7 separate regions of the Mus musculus genome follow, and all the other regions are linked to region 1. Evidence: chromatin contacts called from public Hi-C and promoter capture Hi-C data. All regions are on one chromosome and are shown on one strand. The core of a region is the stretch at or near the end of the contact, and the rest is flanking DNA. Distances in the headings are between cores, read along the strand shown. Region 1 holds the start of Nckipsd (NCK interacting protein with SH3 domain). Region 2 holds the start of Nradd (neurotrophin receptor associated death domain). Region 3 holds the start of Setd2 (SET domain containing 2). Region 4 holds the start of Scap (SREBF chaperone). Region 5 holds the start of Cish (cytokine inducible SH2-containing protein). Region 6 holds the start of Elp6 (elongator acetyltransferase complex subunit 6). Region 7 holds the start of Tmem115 (transmembrane protein 115).

What was found. Promoter capture Hi-C pulls out the DNA fragments that hold promoters and counts their contacts. A called contact is a pair of places that touch in the nucleus more often than the background predicts. Capture Hi-C pulls out chosen DNA fragments and counts their contacts.
Region 2: a contact with region 1 is called in a promoter capture Hi-C map of liver, with 3 times the contacts expected there. The contact joins the promoter of Nradd here to the promoter of Nckipsd in region 1. A contact is called at or near these places in 1 of 39 promoter capture datasets (liver) and 1 of 9 other capture datasets (liver).
Region 3: a promoter capture Hi-C map of liver shows a contact between it and region 1, with 4 times the contacts expected there. The contact joins the promoter of Setd2 here to the promoter of Nckipsd in region 1. A contact is called at or near these places in 4 of 39 promoter capture datasets (hippocampal neurons, liver and pre-B cells).
Region 4: a promoter capture Hi-C map of pre-B cells shows a contact between it and region 1, with 4 times the contacts expected there. The contact joins the promoter of Scap here to the promoter of Nckipsd in region 1. A contact is called at or near these places in 5 of 39 promoter capture datasets (the 3T3-L1 cell line, hippocampal neurons, liver and 2 more) and 1 of 115 datasets of contacts at active chromatin or transcription factors (astrocytes).
Region 5: a promoter capture Hi-C map of erythroid cells shows a contact between it and region 1, with 19 times the contacts expected there. The contact joins the promoter of Cish here to the promoter of Nckipsd in region 1. A contact is called at or near these places in 4 of 39 promoter capture datasets (erythroid cells, liver and pre-B cells) and 1 of 9 other capture datasets (embryonic tail).
Region 6: a promoter capture Hi-C map of pre-B cells shows a contact between it and region 1, with 4 times the contacts expected there. The contact joins the promoter of Elp6 here to the promoter of Nckipsd in region 1. A contact is called at or near these places in 6 of 39 promoter capture datasets (hippocampal neurons, liver, pre-B cells and 2 more) and 1 of 9 other capture datasets (liver).
Region 7: a Hi-C map of CD4 T cells shows a contact between it and region 1, with 2.9 times the contacts expected there. The contact joins the promoter of Tmem115 here to the promoter of Nckipsd in region 1. A contact is called at or near these places in 3 of 39 promoter capture datasets (erythroid cells, liver and pre-B cells), 1 of 484 Hi-C or Micro-C datasets (CD4 T cells) and 2 of 9 other capture datasets (adipose tissue and liver).

Annotation. Positions count from the first base shown.
Region 1 is chr9:108,806,168-108,810,073 of GRCm38.p6, reverse strand. Nckipsd (NCK interacting protein with SH3 domain) reads right to left here and starts at 1,694. Exons shown (of 13, transcript NM_030729.4): 1 at 1,420-1,694. The coding sequence starts at 1,590. Ip6k2 (inositol hexaphosphate kinase 2) reads right to left here. Exons shown (of 6, transcript NM_001379600.1): 6 at 3,741-3,906.
Region 2 is chr9:110,622,307-110,626,212 of GRCm38.p6, reverse strand. It overlaps Nradd (neurotrophin receptor associated death domain), which reads left to right and starts at 1,820. Exons shown (of 5, transcript NM_026012.2): 1 at 1,820-1,898; 2 at 2,978-3,126. The coding sequence starts at 3,090. Nbeal2 (neurobeachin-like 2) reads left to right here. Exons shown (of 54, transcript NM_183276.2): 51 at 92-250; 52 at 331-479; 53 at 749-884; 54 at 987-1,424. The coding sequence ends at 1,088.
Region 3 is chr9:110,530,883-110,534,788 of GRCm38.p6, reverse strand. Setd2 (SET domain containing 2) reads right to left here and starts at 2,192. Exons shown (of 21, transcript NM_001081340.2): 1 at 2,037-2,192. The coding sequence starts at 2,110.
Region 4 is chr9:110,331,580-110,335,485 of GRCm38.p6, reverse strand. Scap (SREBF chaperone) reads right to left here and starts at 2,130. Exons shown (of 23, transcript NM_001001144.3): 1 at 1,981-2,130.
Region 5 is chr9:107,294,434-107,298,339 of GRCm38.p6, reverse strand. It overlaps Cish (cytokine inducible SH2-containing protein), which reads right to left and starts at 1,681. Exons shown (of 3, transcript NM_009895.4): 1 at 1,306-1,681. The coding sequence starts at 1,325.
Region 6 is chr9:110,303,175-110,307,080 of GRCm38.p6, reverse strand. It overlaps Elp6 (elongator acetyltransferase complex subunit 6), which reads right to left and starts at 1,889. Exons shown (of 7, transcript NM_001081381.1): 1 at 1,732-1,889. The coding sequence starts at 1,785.
Region 7 is chr9:107,531,764-107,535,669 of GRCm38.p6, reverse strand. It overlaps Tmem115 (transmembrane protein 115), which reads right to left and starts at 1,725. Exons shown (of 2, transcript NM_019704.2): 1 at 341-1,725. The coding sequence starts at 1,191.

The DNA of each region.
Region 1 (3,906 bases), core at 445-2,944:
GGGCGGGGCAGGGAGAGACAGCAACAGCGACAGAAAGGGAAAGTTTTGAAAAAGAAGGGCAAACACCAGGTGGAGTAAAAATGAGACAGAAATTCGCAGTCGGGGGAACTGAGACTAGGGGTATGACGAAAGAAACAGGAAGTGATCCGAGAAAGATCTTTCCTTCCCAAACCCTCCAGCCCCACTGACCCTGGCTAGAGCAGAGGCTCCACAGGGCCTGACAAAGAGGCAGGGCTTCCTCAAAGTCTCCAAAGAGACCTGGGTGCTCAAAAAGCTGAGCTGGGTGTGACACAGTTTAGATTTTTCTCACCTGAACACCTCTAGAGGAGACTGAGAGTCTGTGAGGAGGACCCTAGAACCAAGGGTCCCTCGTCTTTAGCAAGACCAGATGACATTTCCAAATTTATCACAGTATTTCTGTCCTTAACTGGGCTGGGACAGGATGTTTCCATAGCTAGGGACTATGAGTCTGGAATAGCCCAGACTGCCCTGGGTCCCCTTCCTCCTGCAGTCAGAATAGGCTAGCTGGAGACACTGCAGCAGGACTACTCTTGAGCAAACAGGAACTGGAGCAGGCTCCACTGGAAGGGGACCAGGCCATCTTCAGAACGGGAAACCATGAAGGAGGCTCACTTCCTCACAGTGTGGACAGCTCCCATTCCAGGATGGAGCGCCCAGATTTCAGAGGAAGGAAACCAGAGAAGTCAGGAGTGGAGGCTTGGGAGAAGTGGGGGCTGTGCCAGGGAACCTTGTCTATCAGCAGGGGCCAGGGGCCTTGGTTCCTGAAGGGTTGGGGAATTGTCCTTGGGGAGAGCTTGATAGGTGGGCGGGTTCGGGATACAGAGATACTACAGGAATTGGGACTCGCATAAGGGACAGGAATGCCTGTGGCTCTGGGGTCCAAGTGTGTGGGTGGGGTGGGGACTAAGAACCTGGAGGGTGGTTGAGGAAACAGGTGGTGTATGAGGTGGCACAGTCAGTGGTGGGCACGGTGATCTTTACAGTTAAAGGTGGAGGCTACAGATTGATGGGAGATGGGCATCCTAGGGATTCAGGAAAGGGGAACGAATAGGGTTTGGAGGTCTAAGGGACTTGGATAATGAATGGACTGGAAGTCTCTGGATCCAGCTCGAGAATTCAATGCAGATGGAGGCTCTGATTATCGATGACAGAGAGTCCCTGTTCCAGAATTAAGCTTTTCACGGGCCTGCGGTTAAATGTCAAAGGCCTAGTCTCGGGTGGGTGTTGACGGCCCTTCCGGAGGGGTCTCAGTCCTTACGGCTCTTGGGACTTAAGGTCAGAGTCTCAACCTCCTTGTCTGGTAGAAGTCCCGAAGAATCTGACTGAGCTTCCTGGATCGGTTCTGCGTGCTGGTGAAGGGGTTCGGTCGAGAGGCCTGGGACGGAGGGACACACTCACCTGCAGGCGATGCAGGTAGGCAGGCGGCACGTACCCGGTCTCGCCACTGCGCGCCCGTGCTGCTAACCACCAGTGCGTGCTGCTGCGCTCCAGCACCAGGAAGGTCTCGCCTGCAGCGAACGCCATGGCGTTCGGCTCCGCGGAGCGGAACGCATACAGCGCGCGGTACATGAGGCCGGGCCGGGCCGGGCCGCGAAGCGCCGGGGCTGGGTACGCGACGAAGGTTGCGGTGCCGGGAAGCCAGGCCCTGAGTGCCGCGCCGCCCGGCGCTTGCCCCGCCCCGCCCCGTGACACGCCGCGCGTGCGCATGCGCGACCGCCGGAACCCCGCCCCAGGAGCGAGTCGGCTCCAGTATTGGAGCGCCGCGCCCCCTCGCGGCCGAGAGAGGTTTGGCGGGGCGGGGTGGGAGTCTCCAGTTCCTTCAGGCCTCAGACTCCAGTCAGCTGACTTAGGGTCCTAACTCCCTCTCCCTGGCTTTCCTCCTCCTTTCCCAGCTCAGGTGCAAGCGCTGCGTTCCTTCCCACCTCCTGATGAAGGATGCTTATAGCCAGTGCGTCCCTGGGGACGGGGATATGGTGTTTTGCTTTGAGGAATCCTGATCAGACATTTGGAAGTTCTTTCTGGGGAGGGGTCTCCCCAGCGCATCTAGGCCTCACAGTGCCTTAGTACAAAGTCCCTACTCTGTCGCTGAGGTGGTGGACAAGTGTGGAGGGCAAGGGACAAAACCAGGTTGTACTGTCCAGAATGCATCTTTGCTACCCACCACATATACACTCCCTTCATATATACTGGCTTCTTTCCTATCTTGAGTCTTGCATCTGTTCTATTTGAACACTCCCTTCTGGACCACGCCCCAACTTGTCAATGACTATCCTTTTGCCATTTTTGTTGTTACAAAAGGATTTAAGTCTATGACCTAAGGTCATATTTACTCATAACGAATCAAACTGCGTGTATACATGCATCTCCTGTTTTAAAAGGCTGTCTGTTACCAACCCTGTCCTGCCCCAACATCACAAATGGCACTGGGGAAAAAAAATGGTTAGGGCAGAAGGCTGATAGGGTAGGGACTGAACACATGAGGTTTAAAAAGCATGTTTTGAGTTCTGAATGGTGGCATGATCCCAGCATCCAGGAGGCAGAGCTGTAGAAAGCCAAGATCAAGACCAGCCTGGGCTTCATAGTAAGAATCCGTCTCAAAGAAAGAAAAAGCATCCCTGACCTTCAGTTTAATATTCAGCCTAGCCATCCACATCTTTGAAATCCTTGGCATCCCTCGGTCGTAGTGAAGAAGGCCTAAAGGATCCTTGCATACTCTCCACTAATCTAAGGAGCACAGGATATACACACCATCAGACAATGTTCCAAGGCAAGGTCTCACTGTGTAGTTTTGGCTGTTCTGGAACCATGTAGACCAGGCTGGCCTTAAATCCAATGATCCATCTGCCTTTGCCTCCCAAATGCTGGGACTTAGGGCAGGTGCCACCACACCTGGCTTTTTCCCCCTAAAGACAAGGTCACACTAGCAGCACCAACTGGCCTGAAACTAACAGCAATCCAACTCCCTCTGCCTGAGTACTTAGATGAGCCAGACTACACCTAGACTTCGCTAATCTATTTTTAGGCATGGTGGAGGTAGGCCCAGTGGGATGTGGGGAGCTGCCAGAAGGCTCAGCCAAGACAAGAACTTGATATCCAGACCCTGGCTTTATCAAATGTTTCTGCCAATTTTTGGCAGTGCACACACACACACACACACACACACACACACACACACACACACACTTACAGAAGCTTTCAGGCACAAAGTAGTGGTAGCTCTTTGGAGCTATGCTGACTGGTCTTTGTAAAGGATGAAGCTGGTGTGATTATGGGACTGCTGAGTAGGAGTGGTAGCAGGTGTTGAAGCCAAGACTGTCCATGGCTACCAACAGACCAGAGACTTGTGGCTACTTGAAACCCCACCATGGGGTCCAGGATATCTGAATTACTATGGCCAGCCAATTAATTTCTTGCTGCCAGTTACCAAGGAGAAATAAAAAGCTGGACCCAAACAAGGGTTGGAGCACCTGTTGTCCAGCTTCTCCTTATGCTGCACAGGGCCATGGGAAAGCCTATACCAATTGTACTTTTGTGTAAGGGTGGTAGAGACCAAGCCAGCACAAACCACAGTGACCTGACTAAGTAGTGCTAGACTGGGACACTTTAGACAAAGCCAAGTCTTTGTAATGAGTGGGTGCCAGGCCTAGGAGACCACAAGGCAAGGCTTCTGCAGGCTGGGAGGAGTCTGCATGCTTAGAAAGAACGACAGCAGCACTGTATACAATAAACAAAACATCTGTATTAGAACATTTACACTCAGGGAAGAAAGAGGTATCTGCATCATCAAATGTGGAATGTTGAAGAAACAGTTAAAATAAATAAAAGGCTCTGAGCACGTCTGGGGCCGGCTCAGGCTGGAGGCGGGGGGGGGGGGGGGGGAGGGGG
Region 2 (3,906 bases), core at 571-3,070, 1.8 Mb before region 1:
GTGTACATCCCCTGGGGAGGCGGAGTTTCCCCAGGCACTGTCCCCAGAGCCTCCAGTTCTCTGCTCAGCACCCTCATCTGCCTTCCTGTAGGATGGGACTGTGATCATACACACTGTACGTCGAGGCCAGTTTGTGGCAGCATTAAGGCCTCCAGGTGCCACACTGCCTGGACCTATATCGCACTTAGCACTGGGGGCTGAAGGCCAGATTGTTGTACAAAGCTCTGCTTGTGAACGTCCTGGGGCCCAGGTATGGGGACAGGGTACCCGACAAAGACACTGGGGCAGCTGGAATGGTGAGGCGGTTGCTGATGTCCCCAATTCTTCCAGGTCACCTACTCCTTGCACCTGTATTCAGTGAATGGGAGGTTGCGGGCTTCAGTGACCCTGACGGAGCAGCCCACAGCCCTGACTGTGGCAGAAGACTTTGTTCTGCTGGGCACCGCTCAGTGCTCTCTACATATCCTCCACTTGAACAAGTGAGCCCCGCTCTTAGTTCCTGGCCCCTCTAGGTGGAAGCTGTTGGCACAGGGTAATAGAGAGTGCATACTACCCACTCACTAGCATGTGTTACTCATGGGGATTCTTGCCCTGGCCCTCCCTTAGCTACACAGTTGTGGGAGTTCTATAAGCCAGGAATTCAGCTTAGCCAGACTTCAAATGAAGACAAAGTAGATGCACGAAAAGGTGTCTGTTAGCTGGCTTCCTTGCAGTTGTGACTCAGTGTACACCTACTTCCCTGCTCCAGATTGCGGCCCGCCGTGCCTCCCCTGCCCATGAAAGTGCCGGTCCACAGTGTGTCTGTGACCAAGGAGCGCAGTCATGTGCTGGTGGGCCTGGAAGATGGCAAATTGATCGTTGTGGGCGCTGGGCAGCCTTCTGAGGTGAGGAAGAGGGCAGCTTGGCCGGCCGGGCAGGAGGGTGGCGGGTTGTGGGGTGCGGCTGCCAGGGCTCACCGCATCTCATCCCATCCCTACTCCCGCTAGGTACGCAGCAGCCAGTTCGCGCGGAGGCTGTGGCGCTCCTCGCGGCGAATCTCCCAGGTGTCCTCTGGGGAGACTGAATACAATCCTGGCGAGGCTCGCTGAACCTAGAGTCTAGGCGCTCAGACATCAGACCCGGCCCGAGCCTGATTCTCTGCCCAGGAGACTACTGCACCAGGGGGTGGGCGGGGCCCACCCTCCAGCTCAGGGATTGGTAGATGGCATCACCAGGAAGTCCCGCCCCTCGCCGGCTGAGGGGAGACCTAGCGTCGGCCTCTGAGGCCGCTGCTGCATATTTTGCACAATCTGGGGTGGGAGGGAATCCCTACTTTCAAATCCCACGTCCCAGTGAAAGCACAAAGACCACCTGTGGCCTTAATCCTCAAAGGTGACTATCGCTGCCCATTCTCAGCAATAAACGTGGCCTAGTTTTGTAATCTTTCGGTTTCTTGAGTACACATGTGCCGCCGTCCTTGGCCTCCTGTGGCCCCCAGTCTTAGCCTCTGTTACCCTGTCTGGCCTGGCATGCTTCTTCCTGGCCAGGCTGGCCTCGGTGTAGCCAGCGGAGGCGCCTCTGGCTTTGCCAGACGTTTCCTGACTCCTGGTTCTCAGCTCTCGCGGTCCATTGCATGGCATTTGCATGCCAGTGGCCTGCTCTGCCAGGCACGCTGGTGTCGGCTTCTGTGAACTCCGAGTGCTTCTGCGTGCTCCGGCGTGGGGCGGGGGCGGGACCGCGCCCTCGAGCTCGGCCCCGCCTCTTCATTGTCCTGCTCCCCTCTTCAACACCACCCCCCCACTGGCCCGCCCCTTGCCTTGGCTCACTCTTGGGCAGACCGGAACCTGCCCTCTCCAGGGACTCCCGTCGTCTTCCTAGCTGAGTGGATCCTGGCACCCTCGGAGGGGTGGCCGCAGAAGGTTAGGAGGGAATGACTAGCCGGGCTCTTGCTAGGTGGAAGGGGCCAGAACTTTCTCTGTCTCCCGCCTTTAGTGCTCTGATCCTGTGGGTACCAGCGTCTGTGTTGGGGTGTGTATGGGCCTGCAGGGGCTGTTGAATTGTTTCTTCCCATTTTGGGCTTGGAGATGGGTGGGGAGCCCTGAAGAAGTTCCACTCCGGCTGCTCAGGATGGGTGGGGCAGATTCCAAGGCCTGTCTGCTGCTACTGGTTTACAGGCCCACCCACCAAGGATCCCAGAAGCCCCCAACTCCCAATGTGGCGACACAAAGATACAAAGTCCATAAAGGGGCCACCCACATCAGAGGTTTACCTGACTACAGCACCGAACTGCTGATAGCCCTACTATAGACACACCACGTGTTAGAGCCATTGGCTATGCAGCAGTAGCCGTTGGGGACTTGAAGGGCCTCTTTTAATCTCTTACTTATCCAAGCCAGATCTCTCTCCTCCTTCAGATCTGGAGCCTCTCCTCCTCCGTAGACTGCAGGGAGTGGTCTCAGCAGATTTAGTACTCTAGGGTCCAGGTGGGTCCTTGGTCTGAGTTGGCCCTGTTCTTCCATTTCAGGCCCTCTGAGATCTGTATGGTCTATGAGTTTGCTGAACCATTAAGGTATCAGTTCACTTAGTCCCTGCCCAGGAAAGGGCTGGCCACTGGCCCTGGAGGGGACAGAGGGAGCATTAGGCAGTGTAAGCGGGCTTGCCTTGGGGACCTTGGGATGCTGGGTTTTGGCAGATGTGTATGATCACCAGTTCCTAGGGATGTTTCAGCCTGAGATAGGGTCACAGTCCATGTATCTTTACCCTCCTTTTAACATCCCCAGACTCAGCCCAGGTACTTGGGAAGGTCTTTGAGATCGGGTGATTTCTATCCTGAGCTGTACCCCATGCCACCAGCTTTGGCTAGCAGGAGCCAGTTGTTACCTCCACCTATTTGACACAGGAGAAACTGTTCCAGCCCTGGTGTGAATCAGGATGGACACACACGCTGCCCCCAGGGACTCCTGACAGCAGATCTGAGGATTTCTTCATATTTCTGCAGAGTTCCTCCTTCTGAGATTCAAGAGAAGCAGGCTCCAAGCTCCGTCAACTCAGTTCTCTACACAACTCCCCTTCACCAAAAAACAGCCCAGCAGGCAGCGCCTGGCAGCACCATGCTTTATAACGTCAGCAAAGGTGTGGTCTATTCAGGTAGGCATTCCTTGTCCCAGATCCTAGGTAGCGGGCAGATTGGGAGGTAGAGTGGGTCGTGTACAAGTCCATTCACGGGCTCTTTAGTCCCTGACCCTTGAACCCTGTCTACACTGGGTACAAGGACTAGTCAGTCATTGGACTTAAGGCAGAAGTGAGAGAGCACCAGTATTTACTTCCAGTTAAGTTTTATTTTTATGATCCCATGACACCAGCACACATCAGTGTGCTCTCACAGTCTACCCTGGAAGCCGACCAATCTTGTGCTGTGGTAAGCAGAGGTGGTGCAACCAGGGTGAAAAGAGAAAGGTCAAGGAAGGCTTCCAGAGGAGATCCTGCTGTGCGTTTAGGAGAAGATGCAATAGCAAGACGTTTGGATGCTTCCGGAAGATGACAAGGCACATCTGGGAGTGACTGTCCACAATGGCAAGCAAAGGGCCATTTACGTGTACCTATGTGCACGTCTGTGTGTGAGAGTGCCCACAGAGGGTGTAAGAGGGCATCAACCCCCCCAGGAGATTGAGTTAAAGGTGGCTGTGATCCATCCAATGTGGTGTTGGGAACAGAACTCCTGTCCTGAGGCGGTACAAGCCCCAGTAACCACTTAGCAGGCACGTGTGGTTCAGGGATCCTGGGGGATCAAACTCAGGTTGTCATACTTGGTGGCATGTGTCTGTCTGCTGAGCCATTCTTGCCGCTCCAGGGCCAGCCATGTAGTCCTTTAACACATGGTAAACTCTAATGTATTTGGAAAGTTCTGCCAAGATGGTCTACCTAGGT
Region 3 (3,906 bases), core at 943-3,442, 1.7 Mb before region 1:
CCTCCTGTGCACAGTAAAGGCAGACTTCTCCACGTTGTCACATATTATGAAAAATGTTTTCCTCCAATAAAAAAAGGATGTAATCCTTAGAGCTTTGAAGCTTCACTGTGCAACCTGGAAAGTCACTGCATGGCTCTTTGCCCTTCCTGGGGGGCTAGCACATGACTTTGTACATGATAAGCACGCAACCTACATTAATTGAATGATACAAATTCCTTTTGAGGTTTTTCAAGTCTCAAAGCAAAAACCTTTAAGTGTTATTCCAAAGCCAAAAACCCAGGAGAAGACAAAGCCATGCTGGTTTCCTACTACAAGTAAGAGATGAGCTTTGCTGTAAGAGCACATCAAGCCTTCGCAGAGGTGGTCTGGGTACCAAGATTATCTGTCAAGTAAAGACAAACTAAGATGGGCCACTAAAGGGCTTCTGTAAACTTAGAAAACAAGTATAAAACTACTCAGGCTGTTCTTGGGTCAAAAACAGGATTGTCAAAATTTTCCCAATGAAATTTTATTTTAAGGCAACATGAGGATTTTGCTTTGTGTGTGGAGATAACACTCCAACAAAATAACTTTTGTGTTACAACACTAAAGAACTATTAAGTAAGATCCAAATGTTTCTGAGCCAAGGTGAAAAACTTTGGCAAAGGTTCCCCCAAAAATGTGTAATGTGGTAATTTAGTGAAAAGTTTTGTTTTTCACTAGACATCCCTTCAAACCTTAACTTGGGAATGAATTTTGTTGCTATGTGCAGACATCAATACAAGCAAATTGAGGTAAAACAATGGTTTTTCTTAGTTGTCAGCACCTGCAATCCCAGCACTGAAGAAGCTGAAGAGGAAGGATCCCAGGTTCGAGGCCAGCCACAGTAAATTCAAGAGCAGCCTAGGCAACAAGGTGAAACCATTTATCTAAAAACAACAAAATGATCTTGTGAGGGCTTAGGGAAGCTTCGCACGGACTCCTGACTCTGAAGTGGAAGCTTGCTTTTTTACTTATGTTGTTGTTTTGAGGAAGCCTGCCTGCAATCCTAATTCAGTTGGTATCTCAGGTGTACACCACCATCTGACACCCAACAGAAATATAAAAATGCCCTAGGTGTACTGAAAAGAAACTATACGACAAAACTGTATTTCGCTTTACAAGTACACTATCTTCTTTAGAGAAGACTATACAAAGGGTCTCTTAACTAAATCTTCACACGCAGTAAAGCCATCCTTGTAGATAAGATTCTAGATTCTATTACCTAAGAAATAGGACGCCAAAGTGTTCAAGCATCATAATCAAGAAATGTTTGCCAGGTTTTCACTTTCAGGTTAAAAAACAAAACTGCTGTCACCTCAACAACGGGACCAGACAAACCTTGCCACCATTACAAAACCCAAGCGCCAAAGGTGCAGAATATGAAGCTCATCGCTCTACTGGGCCAGAATTGAGTGTCCAAGGAGGAGGGAAAACAAAAAACAAAAATAATATCAAAACCGGGAATGCAACGCGGGTCTCCTCCGCGGATCGAAGCGGGGAGACGCGCGGTAGGCCCTTCCGGTCCGAGTTGCCGTCACCGATAGGCCGGGCGATGGGCCGAGCTTCCACCCGAGCCCGAGGATTCTCGGCCTACACGAGCCGGCGCCCTGACGCCGGCGTCGGCCTTTGCGGCGCCTCGGACTATGCACCGTGGTTTGCAACAGAAGCCCGGGACGCCACCGAGTGTCCTGGAGGAGCTGCGCGGAACGCCGAACCTAAGCAGGCCGACCGAGGACGCGGCAACGGCAGAGGAGGCCGTGGCCGCCCCTCCCCCACCGGGCCGCCCGCCCCAACCGCCGCGGCGACGCGAGCAGCCTTCTCCGCGCCAGGCCCAACCGCCGGGCCAGCCGAGGCCAAGCGAGGCGGCCTCCAGGAGCTCCGCCCGGCCTGCCCTCCACCACGACCGCGAGAAGCCGCCCGGGGCCCGTTACTCCGCGCGCCGCCACCGGTCAGGACGCGCCGCCCTCGGGCTGGAGCGACCAACGACAGCGGGAGACCGCGGAGCAGAGACTTACTCAGGGGTCGGGTGCTCGGGATCGTAGAAATCCCCCATCTTCGGTGGCGGCTGCTGCGACGGCAGCGGCTTCATGAGGAGCGGCTGGAGGCGGCGACGCTAGCCCCCTCCCCGCGGCAGGCCGATGCGGGGGAGGGGACCGGAGGGGAGGCGGCCGCTGGTCCGATCGCGGCGGCGGCAGGGGCGGCCGGCGTCGCTGGCTGGCTGGCTGGCCCGCCCGCCCGCTCTCTCGCTCTCTCGCTCGCTCCCTCCCTCCCTCCCTCCCTCCAGCAACCGCCCGCCCGCCGCTCTCACCCTCACACACTCACTCCCGAAGCGACGCGCACCCCGCCCGCCCTGCAGCCTTGCAGGCCCAGCCCCTTAAAGAGACACGCACAGGGCAGCCCACCGGCCGCCAGTCGGCGCGCCAGCACCACCGACCCTGGCAGGGGCGGGGTACAACCCGCCGGCCAGGCCAGGCCTAGCCTGCGGCCTCCCGGAACAATAAGTCCCGGGGCCGAGTGTTGGAGGCGGGTCCCGGAGCTGGAGGGGAGCCACCGCTGCCCCTCCCTGGACAGCGTCCGTCCCGGGAACAGCCCAAGGCCGTCAGGACACCCGCCTTCATCCTTCGAAGCCCTGGGAGAGCCTGGCCTCCGGGCACTGAGGTAGCGCAGCTGCCGCCCTCGCCCGCTTGCTCCTTTATTCGGTCTCTCTCGCCCCTTCAACTGGCTCTCGGCCGCGCACCGAAAACCAAGCTAAGCAGGGGCTGCTTCTCAGCCTGGGCTTCTCGGACACGCCCTCCGCCCGCCAGCCTCCCGCAGCCCCCACCACCGTGTTCCCACCGAAACCACCTCACCGCGGTATTCTGCCCTCGCCCTAAAAGTCAGAGAGGCTATGTTTGTTAGACCTGGGGGGGGGGGGTGGTCCTGAGGAAAAGGTTATTAATTAGTCTTACTAAAAAAAAAAAAAAAAGTTAGATTAAACTAGAAACTTTTTATTTCTGGATTAGCAGGATTTCGTGAAACTATTAGCTAATTTACACCTCGCTGAATTTATAGCAGTTGCTTATCATGAAAGTGGCAGATTAGATAGTTGAGATCTTTTGTGGAATTTTCTTTGATTAGCCACTAATTTTTTAATTGGAATCACCAATAAATTGAAATGTGATCTAACAGAATCCTTCACTAGCTAACTTGGCCGTATTGTTTAGACAAACATCTTCTGTAGTTAAGACTTACCCTGAACACTTGAATGCTTCATCCTGCCTACAACCTCTTGGGTGCTGGGATTCTAGGTTTTTTGTTTTGTTTTTCAAGACAGGGTTTTTCCTGTGGCCTAGAACTCAAATCCATCTGCCTCTGCCTCCCATGTGCTGGGGTTAAAGGCGTGTGCCACCACTGCCCAGCCTAAAATGTATTTTTAAAATTGTTTTTATAGGAATGGTATGTGTTGAGCCACACACATGCGCACGTGGAGATCAGAGGATAACAGTGAGTCCATTTTTGTCTCCCATGTGGGTCCTGTAACTTACATCATAAGGCTAGGCAGAAAGTGCCTTTACTCACTGAGCCATCTACCATGCATTTACATTTTTTTTCACTTGTATGTAGGCTAGCAGAATTTTTTTATCATTTTGTTTAGAGGTTAATCTGGATTTTTTTTTTCCTGGTAACTTTTACTCATATCATGGAAGTTCAAGGTCCACCAAAAACAAAACAAAACCCGCTCTAGGTTTCAGTCTCCCACGACCATTTTGTTTTGCATTCATTGGTGAGCTTTCCTTTGTGGCTGAAACTTGCTATGTGCTATACTGACCTCAAACTCAAAATCCTTACCCCAGCTTCCCTGATGCCTGGATTACAGGTGCCAGACACCACAACCTGCTGAAGATG
Region 4 (3,906 bases), core at 881-3,380, 1.5 Mb before region 1:
ATTCACCCTATAGACTAACACTATCATCTCATCTGTTCATTACGGAACTTTAGATAAGCTGTGCCCAACAGCCAGAGCCTTGAAAAATTCCACAAATATTACCCACAAGGATCACTTTAGGTGGCTAAAGTCACCCGGATCTTGTTTCTTTAGCCAACTCAGAACAGTGGTAAGTTCCAGGGTCAGGAGCTCGTATGGCAGAATCCGGAAGACACAGTTTGAAGGCCTGATTCTCCATGCACACACTGGATGACCCTGGAAACTGGTTCCACGGGAAAGAGAATGAAAACCACACATGCGGTATTTGTCGCAGCCAACAGAAGGATACAGACTGTCAAAGTGAGCAAAGTGCACATGAATTCTAGGCTCGCCGAGATGAGTATCTGGAGTGATCCTGAACTGTGGCAACTCTAACCAACCACATTAACAAATACAAACGGACGGCAGGCATGGTCCCTTTCCCAACAGGACAGTTAAGCAGCTTACATATGGCCTCAGGCAAATCACAATTTTTATGGTTCTGTGTTCTAGCCACAAACTAAGAGTAAAGGTTTTGTGCCCATCTCAGGACAGTAATCTAAATGGGTGGTAGGGTTCCCAAACCGTGACTTTTAAAGCACATGGAAACATCTGGAGAGGTACTTCCCACCCGCCCCCCCCCCCCCACACACACAGTAACAAGAGAGTATTCAACAACAACGGAGTTTCAAGTAAGGGGAAGCCAGTTCTTGCTTTTCAACCTGACCAAAGAATGAGTGCCGAGCAGGAGCAGGAGCACACACATCTGCTATCCCACATATTCAGGAAACCGAGGCAGGAGGATGAAACTTTGTGGTCAGCCTGGGCAATGAAGCCCAACTCAAAATAAAAAGCCACAGGTGTTACTCAGTGGCAGACCAATGCCCTAGGCACACGTCCCCAAGTAACTTAATAATGAGTATAGGAATAATGTTTATACTTGTATTTCCTGTTGGTCGTTAAAAAAACAATACAAACAAAATATTTGCCAAGCAGAAACGCTGCAAATATATAAAAAGCCTTTAGATTTGAAATACATTAGCATATACTTCATAACATACAATCTTCACTTGAGCATCACACAGGTTACACCTAAAATGCATTCAGCACTAACTAGATACACTTGATCCTGACTCTAAGAAAAGCTTTAATGTTTAGCACACCTTGAGATGGCTGCACACTGCATAAGCAAACTCTACAAACGCACCCAAACGCATCATTAAAGACTGTTCCTATGTCGACTTCACAAGAATTACTACAAGATCATCATGAACTTATTTATTCATCGCTTCCGTCACCATAAGAGATAAATAAGCTAAACTAAGGAAGACTACCTCCAGGACCCCACTCCCACTCCCACCCCTCACCCGCCGCCACCTGTGGCTCACTGCCCTCCTCTTCATCGCCACCATCTGCACAACTTTCTGAGATGCAGTGTGGACCCGGGACTCGCTGCAGCTAGCGCTATCCCATTATAACCCTGATGCAACAAAACCACCTGGAAGTAAACATAAGCAACATAAGCGAGCAAAGTTTAGGTTTAAGCAACACATAAAACCAGAAACCGAGCACTCCCAGCAGAGAATCTACATGTTGCCTGGCTATCGGATCTTCGGAAAGAGGCAGGACTGAGTCACAGGGTCTAGCCCTCACCCAGACAACCCCAGACAACCCCAAAGCAGGATCCAGCGGCGAGCCTACCTGCCTGAGCTCACTCAGCCTGAACCCATCGCGACCCAGGCAGCTCGGCCCGGGCGGGGGCGCGGTCGGGAAGGGGGACGCGAGACCGTCCGGCCCCCAGCTCCAGACTGCGGTCTCCGGAGCCGCGCCTCGGGCTGCTGGACAGCGCCCACGCCCGCGCGCCCCTGCCCGGGCTCGCCCGCATCCCGGAACTCCCGGGCACGAGCGGCGCGAGGCCGGCGCCGGGGCCCAGCCGCACCGTGCAGACGCGCGCTGAGGTACCTGTGGCAGCGAGGCAGCTCCCGGGCGGCGGCGACCGAGCGGCGGAGAACGGCCTGCGCGCTCCTGGCCCGCGGTCCGGTGTTTGGAGCCCGCCCTCTCCCTCCCGGCCGCCCGGCGCCCGCGCAGCTCCCCGCCCCTTCACCTCTCAACTCCTACCTTTCCCCTCCCGCTCCGCCGCCCTCCACACGTGCTCCCGGCGGCGTGCGCATGCGTAGTCTGGCACTGCCAACGGCTCGGGTTCGCCCCCTGGTGGTCCCCTGCCACACAACTGCGAGAGGAAGTACTGGAGTTGCCTGTGGCCTGGAAAAAGGTGGCTAGTAGCACTTCAGAGTTTTGACAGCATCACTGTCCTGGGAAGTGATTGAGAACATGCACAAGAGCTCGTGTTCCATGCTTTATAGTGCCAAAGGATTAGAAGCGGGGCTGGGTGTATGGCTCAGTGGTAGAGAGCTTGCCTGAGACGCTAGGGGCCCTGGGTTTGATCCACAGCAGCATCAAAAAGAAAAACAAACCAGGGAATTAGAAGCAACTGAGCTAAATAGCAAGTGTATTCAGTTGATGAACTAGGTATAGGAGCCTCCAACACCAAGGATGTTAAATGAGCACTTATAATGAAAGCTAGTTCAAAACCAAGCTGGTGTTAGGATTCCATTTTTGTTAAAAATACAATGCATAGGGTAAAGTGGAAGATATATACTCAGTGTTTATTCCCACGTAGAGGAACTATGGGTGTCTGAGTCTCTTCCACCTTCTGAACTGCCACCAGTCGACTTGCACATGTAACGGATTATGCTGAGTGACTGCTCTGGTAAATGCTGAGTTAAGCATATGGTGTGTGTTCTCTCATTTGGCCTTGGGGAAAGTGAGGTTCCAGACACTCAGCAACAGCACCAACCCTGGTTGCTATGTTTCCATTTGTCCTCAGGCCTGCCTGTGGAGAGATCTCAACCACACTACCAATGTCTTGACTCTCTGAGTGTCACAGGTCAGAGTGGCCACCTGCCCCCATCTTGCTACCTTAAACATACTTCTTTCGTGTCACTCTTGCTCACCCCCAAGGCATACTAAGGTAGAACAGACCCTGTACCTGCCCTCAAGGGCACCAGTGGTGGGGGAAGAGAAAATATAAGTATAGTCACCGTGCAAAACAAATCAGAGGTGGCCACTTCAGCCTTTGGAATAGGGTTATTCTATAAAGCAGGTTTCTGGTAGAGATGTAACTCAGTTGATATACTGCTTGCCCAGCCTTGAATATGAGCCTTAACCCCCAGCAAACTGGCAGTGGTGGTGAAAGACTCCCCAGAGGAGCCTCTCGCTCAGGCCTCAGGATAATAGCAGACACCCAAGAACTCACGATAGACCAAGCTTGATGCAAACCACATGAGGCTTTATTCGGGGAAAGCCAGAGCTCTGGGGATGACTCATATCCCACGCAGGGTTAGAGGAGTCGACCTCGAGGGGAAAGAGGTCCCAGTTTTTATAGGCCCTCAGGGGGGAAAGGAGAAGGGGAGAGTGGGGGGATTTCCAGATCTAAACAATTCTCAAGAAATGGGTATGGGAGGGGTACAAGGAAAGAGTCTGGTGCAGGGGCAGCAACTCAGGATTGGCCCGGTTGTGGTTGCTGGGGAGATTTTCTGACTCTTTCTCAGCAACCAATATCACAAACACCTGGCAGTGGGCTTCATCAGTGGGCACACACATGGGTTCAAGGAATGGTCAAAACATTGGCAGACACACAAGTTCAAGGAGTGGCCAGAGCATTGTGCACCTCTATTTTTCTAAATCAGTGAAGCTAGTTCTGCTAACAGTGACATCTATCTTGCCAATTTCAGGGCTTCTGTGACCTTTTACATTCTGTTAGGATCTTTCAGTGGGTCACACCTATGTCAGCCCTTAGGAGATGCAGGCAGGAGGAACAGAAGTCCA
Region 5 (3,906 bases), core at 432-2,931, 1.5 Mb after region 1:
TAATCCCCAAATGTTGCTGGGAGGGACTAAATATCTAGGGAGGGGTGTGTCTGCCACTGTGTCATCACGGTGGGGGTGAGGACTGGTGTGTTCCAAGAACCTGTGTGTGCATGTCTTGGAGTCTAGCCATGAAGTTCCACCTGAGAACACATGCCAATAAGATGAGCCGAGCCAAGGGAGGCTGGGATACATGGGCTTGTTAAACAACTTGTTTCCCCAATACCCCAACACTGCTCCTGAGGTTCCCATGGGCCTTCAATTAAGGCAAAGTCAAAGAGGCTCTGGGGACCCAGAATGGAGAAGTGGGGGCACCCAAGAAAGGAAGGCAGGGTGCAGGGAACTGCCGAAGAGTCCGAAAATTCAGAGAATAAAAGAACATGGTAGGAACTACTAGGGAATACAGTCTTCTCAACAGCTCCATGAATGTCCTCTTCCTGGGACTCAGAGCTGCTTAGAGCAAGGGCATTTCAGCCTGGCCCCACCTTCCACCCTTCCTCACTTGGTACCATTCCCATGTCAGTTATAACAATTACTACTGGATCACAGATCTCCCTGGATTTGTCACACACACACACACACACACACACACACACACACACACACACACACACACCTCTCTTCTTGGGTTTTCCTGAATTCCTGACCGATCAGTGTTTGAAGGGGACGCTGAAAGCTAGGGTAAACAGGTGTTCCGAGTACACTCTACCGAAGCCAAGACTTTGTTTTATTAAAGCCCCACTTTCACCATGGTCCCATATTCCATGTCAACGGGAAACCTTGGAGAAGGCAGGCTGAAGTCTTTATCACACTGAGACATCAATCTGAGCTAAGAGACGGAGTGGGGTGCTCCTAAGGGGTGTTGTTTATTAGGCGCCGGCCTGGGAAGAGTCAAAGACCTCAGGCTGGCTTCCTAAGAACCTAATCGCTGACCTGGGACGGAGGAATGAACTTCTGAACACAGAGGGATCTAAGGGCTGGCTCAAGGTCACCGACAGGTACGGAGCCAGAAGGCTAGGTAAACTATGAGCTCAAATTGAGTCTAGACTTGTGAGCCCCGTCCTGGAGAACCTCTTACAGTTGGCGCTAGTGAAATCTCAGGAATGGGGGCTCCTCCCACCGTTCGCGGGCTCCGTTTCCCTATCCATACGAAGTGTGTGTGGGTATCCTAGGCACACCACTCGAAGTCCTTTAGCCCTCCATCACCTCCAGTCGGTCAAGCCCTCCCAAATCCCGCAGCTAACTCGAGGCCTGTGATCTTCCATATCTCCCGCATGGAGCCTAGGTAGGGAAAAAAACTGAGCTTACCCCTGTACGCAAAGGACCATGTCCCAGAGACAACGGCGGCTCGAGAGTCGGAGTTCGGCGGGATGGAAGGAGAAAGGAGCCAATGGGTGCCAGGGGTGCGAAGGTCAGGGTCCCGGGGCACACGGGCGGCGAGCAGGGACTGAAAGGCTGTGGTGCGAACAGCTTGGAAGGACGAGGGGGGACGGGCTGGGCCGGTGGGGCGGGGCCAGGCGCCTCCTAATCTTTTGTCCGCTGCGTCCCAGCCCTTCCCGGAAGCCTCATCTTCCTAGAACCGCGGGCTTTGCGGCGGCCCGGAGGGGAACGGGGGTGCAGGCGTCTAGTGCTTTGGACCGAGAAAGGAAACACCTTTGACAGATTTCCAAGAACTTTCCAGGAAAACTGGGCGGGAGCTCCTAGAGTTGACCAATCGTATCGCTGGACGTGAGACGAGCATCTAGACCGACCTATTGAAGTGCAGGGACCCTGAACTGACGTGCCCGAGTGGGGCGGGACCTAGAGACTAGTAGGCAAAAGACTGGGTTGGGGACAAGTTAAGAAGGAATGTGGATGCAACTGGAGACCAGATTGTCTTCCCTCTACTTCTTTGGGGATGGGTGCGCTTATCCCCCCCCCCCTAGAACTACAGCGCGGGGGCAGGGTCGGGCCGGTCCTCTTAGCCAGCCGCTTCTAGTTTATCGGACGTTGTCTCTGGCGGCCGTGGTCTCGCTTATTGCAGGACACTGTGTGAGAAGGTGGGTGGTGTGCTGTGAGATCTGGAGAAAGACTTAGGGAGAGGCCTGGAGCCCTGAAGAGGACGGAAGAACTAAGGAGGTCCACTGTGGCCACTACAGCTAAAAGAGTTCAGGTTACATCTAATCTTTTGTAATCAAATGATCTCATCCCTTCTTTGCCTAATCTCTGAGTGGACCGACAGTTGGGGAAATTACCCTCTTGAGTCAGTAAACAGAGATAGTCAGCTCCCAGACAGCCCTGTCGATGGCTTGTTTGTTTTTGTTTTAAAATTGAATTCAGACTACCTTGGAGCTCAGTTTGTAGACCAGGCTGGCCCCAAACTTCTGAGTACAGGTTTACAATGTGAACTTATAGGCTAAGTCACCATATCTGGTTTACCAAGGAGCTGTAGGGTCTATGTGATCTCCCTCCACATCCACGGTTCAGGATATGGGGAGATAAGATCTGGAGAACCAGTACACCCACTCCTTCCACACACGTCACACCACCCACGTTCCTCAGAAAGGGTAGCTATAAGATTCTTGGCAGCGATGACAGGCTTCTGGCAGTGTCTAGAATCTGAGTATAGTGACTGGGCTTTCCCCAGCCCAGGCTAGGCTCTGGGTGCCCCACCCAAGATAGAGAGCTAAAGATAAAACCCTGTGAAAAGGAAGGAGTTCTTAGGGAAGATAAGAGATTACTCCAAGGGACTCAGTTCCCCGTAGGTGCCCTGGAGGGGAAGTTAAGTGTAACCCAAGCAGGGCTCCCAGAATACAGCAAGAAGCCAGTTTCTTGGAATATGGGTAGGATGGAGTAGGAGTACTCTGAGAACATGGGATCCCTGTATGTATGCATACTAACTCTTCAGTAGAAACTGTCTGTTGCCGCTTTGCTATGAAGATACGGGGGATTTCACAGGTGTCATGCAACAGAGCTGTGGTTTTCTTTTTATTTACTTACCCTTTCCTTTCCTTTCCTTTCCTTTCCTTTCCTTTCCTTTCCTTTCCTTTCCTTTCCTTTCCTTTCCTTTCCTTTCCTTTCCTTTCCTTTCCTTTCCTTTCCTTTCCTTTCCTTTCCTTTCCTTTCCTTTCCTTTCCTTTCCTTTCCTTTTTTTCCGAGACAGGGTTTATTTATCTTTGTAGCCTTGGCTGTCCTGGAACTCACTATGTAGACCAGGCTGGCCTTGAACTCACAGAGATCTGCCTGCCTCTGCCTCCTGAGTGCTGGGATTAAAGATGTGTGCCACCACTGCCTGGCATGATTTTCTTTTTTAAATTGTGTGTGTGTGTGTGGTGTGTGTGGTGTGTGTGTGTGTGTGCGCGCACGTGTGTGTTTTCATGTGTTTGTAGCCACAGTATTCACACAGAGTCAGAGGATAACCTGAGGGAATTGAGGGAACCACTTCTCCCAGTCCACTCTGTGGGTCCCAGGGCCCAAAGTCAGGTTGTCAGGTTAGTGGCAAGCACCTTGATCTGTGGATCTCTTTCGCTGGACCCCAGAGCTGTGATTTTGAACTTGGATCTACCCCTTTCAAGTGGGCCTACTGAACACTTACCTTGTGCCAGACACTCAGCAAATCCTAGCTTCACCTTGCCCTCACAGCTACCACAGATAATGCTGCCTTGTACGTGAGGAAACTAAGACACGGCTTCCAGTGTGCCTTGGGGAGAGAAGTGTTTGGTTCTCCAGTAGTCTTTTGTGAAGTTGACAGTGTTAGACATCCCACCTACGACGTGCTGGGAACCATGATGTGCCCTGTTTTGCCCAAGCTACCTGCCCACTTGTTTCATTCAAGTTTTGTGAATGCCTCTGGCCATTTCCTTACTACTGGCTCTATTTCCTGACTACGCCCCTTGAATGGACCCCTCCCTGACTGCTGGGCCCACACTG
Region 6 (3,906 bases), core at 640-3,139, 1.5 Mb before region 1:
CAGCCTGATATGCTCAAGTCAGACCATCTTGAAACAGAGTTATTTTGTTCTGTTTGTTTTGAGGCAGGAACTCACCCTACAGGCTGTTCTAGGCTGGCCTAGAACTCACAGAGATCTGCCTGTTGTTGCCCCTGCCACCACACACCTAATTGTACGATGTTTTAAGTAGTGTCTTAGGCCCTAAGATGCTCCCTGGCGTCTGTGTCTGTAACAGTGAATGGGGAGGGGAAAAAAAAAAAACGGTTTTAGTTTTGGGTTTGTGGTTGTGGTATCTGTGTCTGCATGTGCATGGACATGTGTGTGCAGGCACACATGTAGGGAGACTTGAAGTCGGGGCTGGGTGTCTTCTTCAGCCGCTTTCCATTCTTTCCAATTTATCAAGGTAGGGAATCTTAATGACTAGGCAATCTGAACTAATGCAGCCAGCCAGCTTGCCCCAGGGATCCCACCTCTGCCTCTTTAGTGCTGGGATGACAGGTGTCCTCTTGCCTACCTGGCTTTGACGTGGGTTCTTGGAACCCAAATTCCACTTCTATACTTGGTGCCAAGCCCTATATCCACTGTTCTATCCCCTGGCCCAATTCTTGACAAGGCCTCTGATGACAAAGATCTCCCAGTGACTGTGGTTCAGACGGGACTCTTATCACAGCAATCGCTGGAAAGCCCTATGAAGATGGTCTCTGCATTGCCTAACTACCTGCTGTAGTTCTGTAAGTAACAGACAACATTGGGACCAAGGGCTGTCACACACCACCTCAATGCTGTACCAACCTAGGGAAAACCTGTCCAATGCCTCTGGGTTTCAGCTGTGTCCCTCTCCTCCCTCCCCCCAATATAAAATGCCAAATCACACTGCCTGGCCTTGAAACACATTTCCCACCCAAAGTGGTCACTTCCTGCTGTCACTCTGGACCTGGGAAATGCCCTAGCAACTAGAAAAGTAGTCAGAACTGGAGGTCTGAACAGTCAAGAACTGTTAGGCAAATAAAACCCAGAAGGATCGCAGGGCAGTGGTGGCACACGCCTTTGATCCCAGCACTTGGGAGGCAGAGACAGGCAGATTTCTTGAGTTCAAGGCCTAGCCTGGTCTACAGAGTGAGTTCCAGGACAGCCAGAGCTACACAGAGAAACCCTGTCTCAAAAAACAAAAAAAACAAATAAGCAACCAAACAACCAAAATCCACAAGATCTATTTAAAGCTTTCCATATGTGGTGTGTTTGCTGCAAATTACAGAATAAAACAGATATACTCCTGGGAGAGGTAACCCCTAAGTGAAAATGTGAAAGACATTTCGAGGTTCCATGGAGAGTGAGGAGGTTGGGAAAAACAGAGGGGATGGAATATGCTGAGGCCTTTTTGCAACCAGATATCATCAGAACTAGGAAGAGTGCAAGCAGTGTTCCGTGCAACCTGTAAAATGTTCCATGGTGGAAGGAGATTCAGGACAGATAAAAGGATCTCCTCTAGGGCCTGCTCTGCAACCATCTTTGGGCGCCAGTGTGGCACGGAGCACATGGTCCTGGGGCTGGAAGCGAACACGCAAGATAGTCCAGAAACCCATCTTCCAAAGGCCCAGGAATGCGACTGCAGCCTCGGCGAGCCCTCTCCAGACTACAACTCCCAGATGCCCTCGGTTTACGGCAGACGCGCCTACTCCACCGCGCAGCGTCCCGGATGCAATCCTGCACGCTCCCGGGACCTGCCCTCTTCCGGTCCGCACGACATCTTACCTGCTCGGTCTTGTCTGGGGTGGTGCTGAGAAGGTTGTTGAGTTCCGGAAACATCGTGAACTGGGATAAAAATTATGGTTCTACAGAAAGAATGAAGGTCCAAGAACAGCACCCACAAGACCGTGCTCGCGAGCGCGAGAAAGCGCGCATGCGTGATCTCGCTGCCGGACTCGAGTCAGCCAATCAGGCTTGGGGTTGTGATGCTGCTGCTGCTGCTGCGCAAGCGCGTGAGCACGTATGCTCGTAAAGCTGAGCCTTAGAGCGATCTCTCATTCGGGCAATGGACCATTGTGCTGCTCTCAGTAGGTGCGGGTCCACACAGTGCTGGTGCTCCCTCACGATTTAGCACGAGCAGGCGAGCTTTCTCTTTCCGTTGCTCCCCCTCCCTCCGCACCTCCGGGTCTTAGTTGCTCCACGTCTTCCTAGTGTATTGCTCACAAACTTGGGCTAGATACATGGAACACATAGAGAAATGTTTGCAGGATCTTCGCAAAAAGAGAGAACAAACCTTACTAGCACAGAATTACATCCTGAAGAGCTTTTTGTATAAAGCAGAAGCCAGGAGGCCAAAGAGATGGCTCAGGGAATAAACGCTCTTCTTCCTCCCTCTGAAGACCACCCACATTGGGTTGCTCTACTTGTAACTCCAGCTCCAGGGGACCCGACGCCCTCTTCTGGGCTCTGCAGCACATGCACACACAATATACACAAAAAAATTTAAGGGGACTCAGAAGATTTTAGAGGACCCTAATTTGATTCTCATTATCCACTTGGCAACTTATAACCCTCTGTAACTACAGTCCCAGGGAATCTGATAGCCTCTTCTGGCCTCCAAGGGTACCAAGCATAGAAGTGGTGCACCTATACATACCATCAAAACGTATGCATAGTTTTATTTTAAATAAGCAAGGCCCTCCTCGGCCTTCTGCTAAAACAATAAAAGAACAAAAAAGAAAAGTCAGAGGGATACAGGTCAGTTGAAGAGTTCTTTCCTAGCATCAAAAACAACATAAAAAGCATGCTGCCAACATCTGTGATCTCAGCTGTCAGGAGGCTTAGGCAGGAGGGTTGCCAGCAAGTCTGAGCTTTGTGAAACTACCTCTAAAAAATAAAAATAATGGAACTGGGCGTTATGGGGCACACCTTTAATCCTAGTGTTCAGGAGGCAGAGGCAGGCAGATCTCTGGCAGTATGAGGCCATCCTGGTCTACAAAGTGAATCCAGGCTAGCCAGGCGAACACAGAAACCCCATCTCGAAAAAACAAGCAAGCAAACAAACAAAAAAGAGGAGGAGGAGGAAGAAGAGGAAGAAAGAAATATAAGCTAGTGGTGGTGGCACATACCTTTAATTTCAGCACTTAAGAAACAGAAGCAGGGCTGGTGAGATGGCTCAGTGGGTAAGAGCACCCGACTGCTCTTCTGAAGGTCCAGAGTTCAAATCCCAGCAACCACATGGTGGCTCACAACCATCTATAACAAGATCTGACTCCCTCTTCTGGTGTGTCTGAAGACAGCTACAGTGTACTTACATATAATAATAAATAAATCTTTAAAAAAAAAAAAAGAAACAGAAGCAGTCAGATCTCTGAATTCGAGACCAGCCTGATCTACAGATCAAATTCTAGGACAGCCAGATCTATACAGAAAAACAAAAACAAAACAAAACAAAAACACAACAAATAAACAAGTAAATGAAATAATGAAATATACAGAGGTTATATACAGAAACATACAGTTATGTAAAAACAATGAAAAAAAATCGGCCATGAATGTGAAAGAGAGCCAGGAGAGGGATATGGAGGGAGAAACGGGAAGGGGGATGGTATAATTATAAACTCAAAAGGCATAATTAGAAAGGAATAAAAGGAAATACAACTGCACCCGATCTCTGTAGGTACTGTAGAGAAAAGCAAGACTGGATAGAGATTTGAAATTAAGGTAGTTGTCAGAGGTACCTTCACTAAGAAATTGTGATTGGGGCTGGAGAGATGGCTCAGCAATTAAGAGCACTGTTTACTCTTCCAAAGGACCCAGGTTCAATTCCCAATACCCACATGGCAGCTCACATCTGTCTGTCATCCCCGTTCCAGGTGTTTGAGTGTCTTCTTCTGGCCATTTTAGGCACTGGTCATGTACATGTAAGCAAAACACCCATACATTTTTTTCCCTTGAGAT
Region 7 (3,906 bases), core at 476-2,975, 1.3 Mb after region 1:
TAAGGACAAAGACCTCCTTCCCCATTTCCCATCACAGGAGAAAAGAGCCACAGTTTCTGTCTATCACTGGACCAGTGCTTAGAATTTGGAAATTCTGAGGCAAGACCAAAGGTAACTGGGCATTCTGTAGCCAGGTTTAGTGGTCCGAGTTGTGAGGTACACAGAGTCCAGAAACCTACACATTCAGTTCCCTCGAGGCCAAGACCTGAATCCCTTTTCTGAAGCCGCTCCCAACACCTGCCTGTAGCTCTCCAGCCTATATAGAGCAAACATCTCAATGGCTGGTTATGTGGCCACACCAACAGTCTAGCTACCAAGATTTTAGAGAAGTTCCCAGTACCTTCTGCGCTCCGCATCTTGAGGGTCTGTGCCTGGGAGGCTGATAGTGATGGACGACGGCGCTCCCACATCGTAGCGCTTCACTGTCTTCTGGCATATCTTTACTTTCACCAGGAGGCCGTGCACCAAGTTCGCTAGCAGCCCCACCACCGGTTGCAGGATCTCCGGGAAGAAGGTGGCAAAAGCAAAATGGTCAGCCATGTCCCCTCGGCCCCGGCTATGGCGCTGATAGAAGCGAAGATACACCCAACTGGATAGCAGCCCAAAGCCGTAGGAAGCCAGGGCTGGGCTCTGGAGCAGCGTGGCCAACCGGAGGAGTAGCAGCAACGCCAGCAACAGCATGGGAACGACGCTGACGCGGACCTGGGGCACTCGCAGAACCACACAGTCTCCCATAGTTTGCTTGAGGGCTACCAGAACACCACCTAGGAAACCCAGGGCGCCGTGGATACGAATAGTGAACAGGTAAACCAAGTTGAAGGAAGCCATGTAGGTGAGGAGGTAGGCGAGGGCCCCCAGAAGCCCCACTGACACATTCACCACCGAGAAGAAGATGAGCAGCTCCAAGGCTCCCCAGAGGGGCTCCAGTAATCGCCCGGCCACAACCACTGTGGCCAGGCTAATGGCCACGTCCCACACGTGCTGTTCCATGAGCCCGTGGGTGGCCAGGGTCCAGATCCAGAAGTTGGGTGGGAAAAGGTAGCCTGGGGTGACGGCCAGGCAGCCCGTGTCCACAGCGAAGGAAAGCAGGTAGAGAAACAGTACCACGGCGCACAGTGCCTTCACCACCACGCTGGCGCTGGCCAGGATGGCCCCCAGATGTTGGCGGGCACCAGGTAGGGCGCGTTGCATCTTCCTGGCGGACGTTGGCTTAAGGGAATGTGTGGAAGGTGGCCTAGGGGCCTCCCCGGGGCCTCGTCCCAGTTCGGCCCCGACGGGAGGCCCGGGCCCGGCTACTTCACTGGCTTCTGTTCCGTGGGAAGGCTCTGGTTCCGGTTTGATCCGGTTGTAGTTCCAAAGCGAGGAGAAAGTCTTCTTGCCGGGGACCTGTCGTTAGGCCCTGGGTAGCTTGGGCTCGCCTGCCTGCGGGTTCCGTCGGCCCAGCGGCCAGGCTAGCGTTAATCTCAAGGCTAGGCTTCCTCCATCCACTCTGAGACTCTGCGATCTGCGGGGAACTGGTGCCTCGTTCCGGCCCAAGTCAAGCCCGTTTAGCTCCGGCTGGGCTAGGGTTTTGGCTTGACGGTACCTCCTCCCCTCTCCGGGGCCGACAAACAGGGGCGCCGCGCCTGCGCGCCCCCGCCGGCGGCCGCGGCAGTACGCCCTCTGAGCGCTTGCCTTCCGGCTTCTCGGCATGCTGGGATACGGAGTCCTTGGGACCTAGCCGACCGGTTTCTTCATAGAACCACAAGTCCCAGAAGCTGTGCGCCGACCGGTCCCGTAGAGTGTACGGGCTAGGGAGCTTGGGAGTTGTAGTTTTCAGTGCTTACTCCTCCAGTTCTTAGGAGTTATGGAAGTTGAGATCAGTATTCCTGATGCAGTAAAGGGAGGTGTTAAGTGGGCGGGTTCAAGAGGTAGCACCGCCTTGGGCCACACACACTTGCTCAATTCTTTGGAGGAGATTGGCTCTATTTAGGATTTGTACAGGTACAGCAGTGTCTTTGTAAGCAGGTACATAAGAATGTGAACGGTTCTGATGAGTTGTACCAACGTGTGTGAACTAACCAGAAACTGTCGTCTGGCAAGTGAAGCCTAAGATGGGCTTGTTCAGTCATTTGTAGTCACTGTGTTATTGACCAAGTTCCCCGCTGCAATTTCAGGAGCCTTAAAAATGATGATGATGGCAGGCTCTTCCTATCTTAACGATCAAAGAAGGCAACTGTGTAAACGACTTGCCATTGTTGTATTGGGTGTTCGTTCACATTGTCCTTGTTCCAGCGAATTGTACTTGTAATTGTACATGAACTTTCCACCTAAGGGGGAATAAGGGTCAAGGCTGTGCTACTTCAGCGACTCTTTTCCCACTTGATTCCACTGGACAGAGAAATCTCCCTTGAGCTGGAGCGATGGATTAGCGGTTAAGAGCACTGACTGCTCTTCTAGAGGACCTGGGTTCAATTCCCAGCAACCACATGGCAGCTCATAACTGTAACTCCAGTTCCAGGGTTTCTGACACCCTTACACAGACACACATGCAGGCAAAACACCAATGAACATTAAAGAAAAAATATATTTAAGTCTCTCTATAAGTGCCAAGTTGGTCTAGGCTCAACTTTATGCTATAGTGGCTGTCAACAGGGTGTTTGAGATGTATTTAAAAGTTATTTTATAGCCGGGCGTGGTGGCACACACCTTTAATCCCAGCACTCGGGAGGAAGAGGCAGGTGGATTTCTGAGTTCGAGGCCAGCCTGGTCTACAAAGTGAGTTTTAGGACAGCCAGGGCTATACAGAGAAACCCTGTCTCGACCCTCCCCCACCCCCAAAAAAGTTATTTTATTTACATGTATGTGTGTCTTTGTGTGTATATGCCGTTAAGTGTGCAAGCCACCACAGAGGCCACAGCATGTCGGAAGCTGGATTTCTGAGCCACCAGATGTGGGTGCTGGGGTACAGGTTCTCTGTAAGAGCATCAGGCATTATTAACTATGGAGTCATCTCCCCAACCCTGAGATTTTTGTTATATATATATATATATATATATACACACACATATATATATACACACATATATATGCATATTTTTAAATGTGATTAATTATATTACAAGGGACTTTATTATAAAATCCCCTTTTAGCTATTGATCTCAGTACAACTGCCTGTGTGTTCAAAACTACCTTTCACCTTTTATTTTTGTCTGGGGTTAGGGTTCCTACTGTATGCCATATACCAGTGTTTGCTAAGTTTGACTTAGCAAATCAAAATACAGAGTTACTGGGCAGTGGTGGTTCAAGCCTTTAAGGTTGATCTCTGTGAATTGGAGGCCAGCCTGGTCTACAGAGTTAGCTCTAGGACAGCAAAGGCTATACAAAAAACTCCCTAAAACAAAACCCAAACTAAAAACCAAAACCCAAAACAAAATAGAGTCAAATACTTAATCAGATTTGATTTTTGAATAAACAATTTTCAGGAGAGGGACATCCCATGCCATATTACACACACACACACACACACACACCCCAAAACAAAACAAAACAAAACAAAACAAAACAAAACTAAAACAACTCATTTGTTCCTATAGAAGCAAGAATAAATTTATTCAGAGTACAGTAATAGCACAAATTATAATGACACTGTCAGTAATAACCATGGGCCACAGGGACGATAGTAACCAAGTACCAAAAACCTTATTAAAAAATTATCAGAATCTGGGGCTGGAAAGATGGTTCAGAGGTTAAGAGCATTGGATGCTCTTCCAAAGGACCCTGGCCCAGTTCCCAGCACCCACATGGTGGCTCACAACTGTTTGTAACTCCAGTTCCAGGGCATCTGACATCCTCACACAGAAATACATGCAGGCAAAACACCAATGCTCATAAAATCAATCAATCAATCAATCAATCATTTAAAAA